Regions from separate parts of the Sus scrofa genome. Here region 1 is linked to region 2. Evidence: chromatin contacts called from public Hi-C data. All regions are on one chromosome and are shown on one strand. The core of a region is the stretch at or near the end of the contact, and the rest is flanking DNA. Distances in the headings are between cores, read along the strand shown. Region 1 holds the start of CTIF (CBP80/20-dependent translation initiation factor). Region 2 has its middle 34 kb from the start of CTIF.

Region 1 (2,700 bases), core at 24-2,523, 34 kb before region 2:
GGGTCACCAGCTCCACCGCGAGCTGGTTTTTCAGAGCCTGTCAACTTAACCCCTGCTCCGCCGATGGATCTATTCCCTAGGCCCAGATACACAGCGGCGACAAGAATAATAATAAATAAGCCAACACAATCACCGCTGCGGGGAATGTCCAAAGCTGCGACTGCAATGGATCCACCGATCCAGTTTCCTCCTCTGCTCCCATCCCCCACGCCCCCCGCGGCCCGCGGGCTCACCAGGGACGGAGGGAGGGAGCAGCCTGTCTAGACGACAGACATCCCCGCGCCCGCGGGGACGGGCGCGCACACACATTCACACGCGGCCGCTGCCACTGACACAATCAGTCACCGAAGGAGGGAGGGGCAGCGAGGAGACATTCTCTCCGGGTCCCTCCGGGAGCCGCGAGCGCAGCAGCCTCCGGCCGGGAGCCGCCACCCGGAGCTGCGCTCCCTACCTCAGCGGAGCGCGGTCAAAACAGCTGCAAGTTTGGCCGCTACTAAACCAACTGCTTGATGCAGCAAATGCGGGCTTCAAAACAAAAGGGAGAGGAATCACGCTCGCTCTCTTCCTCCCCCCCCCACGGGTCGGAATCCGGCACATGACAGCGGCTACAACGCGCGGCTCCAACGCGAGCCGAGCTCCAGCCGAGCGCCCCCCCGCCAAGAACCCCCCTCCTCACAGGAGCTCCAGGGCTTCGGCTCCCCTACCGGCGGGGAACCCTGCGGAGAAGCAGCAAACCTGAGGAGGGGGCGAGACCGCGTAGTGCGGTCCTCTACAGAGGCGGGGACCACGGATGGGCGCGGACGCCTGGCCGCCCCGGACTCAGGGAGGGGGGAAGGGGGCGAATTGTTTGGGGCGGTTTTCCCGGATTTATCTATAAGCACGCGCACGTCACGCAGCCGTCCTCTCGGGTCCCCGAATCGACCCGCAAGCGGAGATGACTAAAAGAGGGGGGCGGGCAGGGGGATGCTCACCTCGGGGTTCCTCTGGCCGCCGCTCCGAGCCCGAGCCGGGGGGTGGGGGAAGGGGGCAGGGAAGGAGAAGGGAGGGAGCAGGCTCGGGAGAGCCTACTCCTGCCTCGAGTTCCGTGCGTCCGGGCAGCGGAGGGGCTCCGGCGCCCCAGCGCACCAACCCAGCAGAGAGGGGAGGGAGGGAGGGAAGGGAAAGAGGGAGGGAGGGGCGGGTAGGGGGGAGGGAGTAAAGGAAGGAAAAAAAATGATCCCTGCTCTGACACAGGGAAAGAGAATGTTGAAGAGTGACGTCCAGTCCCCGCCCTCCCCTCCGGCCACGTGCAAAGACTCGAAAGGAAAGAGGGCGGCGGGAGGCCTGCTGGGTAATGTAGTTCTCCTTTCTTTCCCGGGATGGCGGGCCCTGGAGAGCGGGACGCCGCGGGGAAGCCGGGGATGCCGCCTGAGCAGCCTAGATAGCCCAGTCTAGCCACCCCAAAACCGGCCGACCAAACCCGGCTCCCCTCACGACCTTGGCACGGCCTTGGATGGGAACCTCTGCGTGGGGAGAACTGGGGGCTTAGGCGCGGTCCAGGCTTGCAGGATAACATTGGGTTTTAGGGACCAGACCAGTTTTAAGGATGTGGACTTCCTTACTTTAAGTGCTAAGTCCGTACTAATGGCAGATAAAAGGGAGCTTTGTGTACGCATTGGGCTGCCCAAGTGTAGTTATTAACGCTGTATTAAATGCTAACGTCTGTTATTGAGATGCATATGTTATAATTAACATTTGAACATCTCAGTGGCAGGGGTGGGATGTTGTAATTAGATATGCACTTTGCAACCAATTAATTTTCCATTGGCCATGGCAAGGGCTAAAGCAGGGAGAATTCAATGCAATGGATAATTCAGTAATCACTTAACCAAATCACCAGTGTTTTCCAAGTACCTACTAGGTGCTAGGCACTGAGCCTTCTAGAGAAACATATGATGCTGCACACCCTCCAGGCAAGGGGATTATAAACTCGGGGGAGGAACTGTGTGACAATATAATCAAAGAAAATCATGTACTACGTCATGTAACATTTGGTGGGTATTTTTCACAGATGGGATAGTTCTGGGACTGCCAAGACAGAGCCTCGATTCCTGCCCTTAAGGAGCTCAACATCTGGTTAAGGACCACAGACAAGGAAAGTAGAGTAAGTCAACACTTAACATGAGAATAAGCATAAAGTGCCAGGTATCTCTCAGGATGGAGGGTGGCTGCAGGTGGGAGAGGGTCAAGGAAGTCTTCCTGGAAGAAGTAAGTAGTACTGTAGCTAAAAATACTAAAATTTTTAACAAGGCAAAGGATGCGGTAGGCCTCTGACTAAGGCTACAGGGTATAAAGTCTCCGTATGAGAGATAAGAGAGCAAATTATGCAAGTCCCAGCAGTTTGGCAGGGCAGAAGAGGGCAGGGACCCCAAAAGGAGGCTCAGGGATGAAGGGTGGGTCTAGAGGGCAAAAGGAGCCTAGGATGGCTTTTTGCCAGAGATGGGGTTTGCCGTGGGCCTTTGAAGAAATGGTGGGATTTCTTTGAGAGTGGAGAGCATGTGTTCTTGGCTCCAGGCTCAGAATGCACCAAGCCATCAAAGGCAAGCAAAGCAACATCCAGTCACATCCAGTAGAGCAGCTCATTTGACTCTTGCATCAAAGGGCATGGAGGGAGGTCATCTTCTCCCTTCTAGAGGAAGGCAGCAGGCACGGAGTTGCACA
Region 2 (2,700 bases), core at 8-2,507:
TAGTTAATAATCCTGTGTTGTAGACTGGAAAGTTGTTAGGAGAGATCTTATGTTTTCATCACAAGAAAAAAAATTGTGACCATGGATGATGATGGAAGTTAACTAGACCTATTGTGGGGATCATTTTGTGATGTGTAGCAAACATCACATCGTTATGTTGTACACCTGAAAGTGCGATAATGTTATGTGGCAGTTATATCTCGGTAGAAATAAATAAAAATTTAAAAAACACATGTGCCTCAAGATCTGTGGGATGTTCCAAATCATAATTCCAAGTGTGTTTAATAATGAGAACCCTGGACAGTGGAATAGTTTCTCAAGATAAGTGCTCCCAGGAAGGAGACCCATTTAGATGTTCAAGTTCTTACGGTTCTTCTTTTTGTCTTTTTAGGGCTGCACCTGTGGCAGGCAGAGATTCCCAGGCTAGGGGTCTAATCGGAGCTGCAGCTGCCAGCCTATGCCACAGCCACAGCCACAGCAATGCTAGATCCGAGCTGCCTTTGCCACCTACATCATGGCTCACAGCAACGCCAGGTCCTTTAACCCACTTAGCAAGGCCAGGGATCGAACCTGCATCCTCATGGATACTAGTTGGAACAGGAACTCCTTCTAATGGTTCTTCACAGTCCCATTACCATATAGTTATAGGAAGACTGAAATATGGTGTCCCCTAGATCTTGGTAAAATTAGTTCAGGAGTTACCTTTGTGGCTCAGTGGTTAATGAACCCAATAGGATCGTGAGGATGTGGGTTCGATCCCTGGCCTTGCTCAGTGGGTTAAGGATCCGGCGTTGCCTTGAGCTGTGGTGTATGTTGCAGACGCCGCTCGGATCCTGCGTTGCTGTGGCTCTGGCATAGTCTGGCAGCTATAGCTCTGATTGGACCCCTATCTGGGAACTTCCATGTGCTGCAGGTCTGTCCCTAAAAAAAAAAAAAAAAAAAAAAAAAAAAATTAAAAAAATACATATATAAAGTTATTTCAAGCCTCAATTTTCTCATCTAAAAAATGGGGATCATAATAGTTCACACACCATAGGATTACAAAGGGTATAGAAAGAACTGAGCCCAGCTTAATAATAAGTACGGAGCAGATATTATATGTATTGTTATGTGCTGCTAGAAACATAAGTATTTATCATTTTGCTTAAGAGAGGAATGCCTATGCATCACATTGCCCTTGTGAAATTGTTAATAACATCCCCTTTCACTTTCGAAACACTCTTGATTTGGACAATAAAACATGTTCCGCTGTCAACTTACACCACTAGTAAGTCAGAGTAGCGGGGATCTGAAGGAAGGTCACTCTGAGTTAGGACCGTGGAAATCACAAGCATAAAAGTAAGAAGAATTTCTGGAGCAGAAGCCAGGAACTCTCCTTTCTCTGTAGCCTTTGCACAGTCTTCATTCCAGTATATTCTGTATGCAGAAGATCTCCTTCTCTTCATATCAACTTCCCGTCCTGTCTTGTTTTGTTTTTTATTCCTTTCACTTTCAAATCTGAATAGCTCTCATTTTGATCCTTCCACAATGTTCTCATGTAGGATTTCACAATCAGCATTTAAAGGCAGTTATGGGAGGCTCCTTGTGGCTTGGCAGGGTAAGGATTTGGCGTTGTCACTGCTGTGGCTATGGTTACTGCAGTGGCGGGGGTTCAATCCCTGGCCCGGGAACTTCTGCATGGCGTGGGCAGGAAACAAAAAAGGCAGTTTTGCTTCAACTCAAAGAAGTGCCCTTGAACTTTATAACATATAACATATACTTAAAATCCATTGAGTGCATTTTAACCTAGAAGCATCAGATCATTCGAGGGGCTCCAGAGAAATAGAAAGGGCTTCCTCTGTGGTGGGGTGAGAAAGGGCAGGCAGTTAACATTTACTGAGGGTGTCCTGTCCCCTTCTCCTGGGAATAGCAGTGTCACCTTCCTCTCTGGAGACATATCCTTCTCTAGGAAATGGAGCCGAGACTCAGACCTAGTCAATCGGGTTCTGCAAGGACCTATGAGATGGGCCTGGGGACACCGTCTAAGCTGGTGGGAGTCATTCTAGGGCTTTCTTTAAGGTGTTAAGATGTCTATTTCATGTGGGGATGGGGGGGTGGGGAGGTCAATGCGGGAGAGTGGGAGCAGCCTGAAGTCACTGGCGGTCACCTTTGCCACCGCATGGTGATGTGGGAGAAGGATGCGACCCCAGAGGAAATGACAGCCAGGGGTGGAGAAAGATTCCCGATGGGTTGTGTTTCTGCCTTCCTTGCAACAAAGAGTCCAGATTACTACAAGAAATCTCTAGGGAACTTAGTGACACTAATGACTTGGGTTTGTCTGATGGATATTGTCCAAAAATATCTAAGAGTAACAAAACCTGCTGTGTTTTTTAAAATTTTATTTATTTTTTGCTTTTTAGGGCCGCATCCACTGCATATGGAGGTTCCCAGGCTAGGGGTTGGATCAGAGCTGCAGCTGCCGGCCTACACCACAGCCACAGCAGTCTGGGATCTGAGCCATATCTGTGACCTACACCACAGCTCACGGCAATGCCAGATCCTTAACCCACTGAGCAAGGCCAGGGATCGAACCTATATCCTCATGATCCTAGTCAGATTGGTTTCTGCTGAGCCACAATGGGAACTCCACAACCTGCAGTTTAGTGAACACCTATGTTGATAAATTGATTGCCCTGTTAATAACTTCCCCACATCTTACTC

What was found. A called contact is a pair of places that touch in the nucleus more often than the background predicts.
Region 1: a contact with region 2 is called in a Hi-C map of subcutaneous adipose tissue, with 2.1 times the contacts expected there. The contact joins the promoter of CTIF here to the enhancer-like site in region 2. A contact is called at or near these places in 7 of 47 Hi-C or Micro-C datasets (adipocytes, embryonic fibroblasts, fibroblasts and 3 more).

What each region holds. Positions count from the first base shown.
Region 1 is chr1:98,131,886-98,134,585 of Sscrofa11.1, reverse strand. CTIF (CBP80/20-dependent translation initiation factor) reads right to left here and starts at 1,273. Exons shown (of 12, transcript XM_013992850.2): 1 at 972-1,273. LOC106508955 (a long non-coding RNA gene) reads left to right here and starts at 1,245. Exons shown (of 3, transcript XR_001306118.2): 1 at 1,245-1,330; 2 at 2,051-2,143.
Region 2 is chr1:98,098,203-98,100,902 of Sscrofa11.1, reverse strand. No RefSeq gene overlaps it. Among named protein-coding and RNA genes, the nearest start is that of CTIF, 34 kb to the left of the region's middle. Within about 2 kb of position 1,257, at least 10 of the 83 cell types and tissues checked have an H3K27ac peak or open chromatin away from gene starts, as enhancers often do. A contact at or near this core is called in subcutaneous adipose tissue, where this site is marked.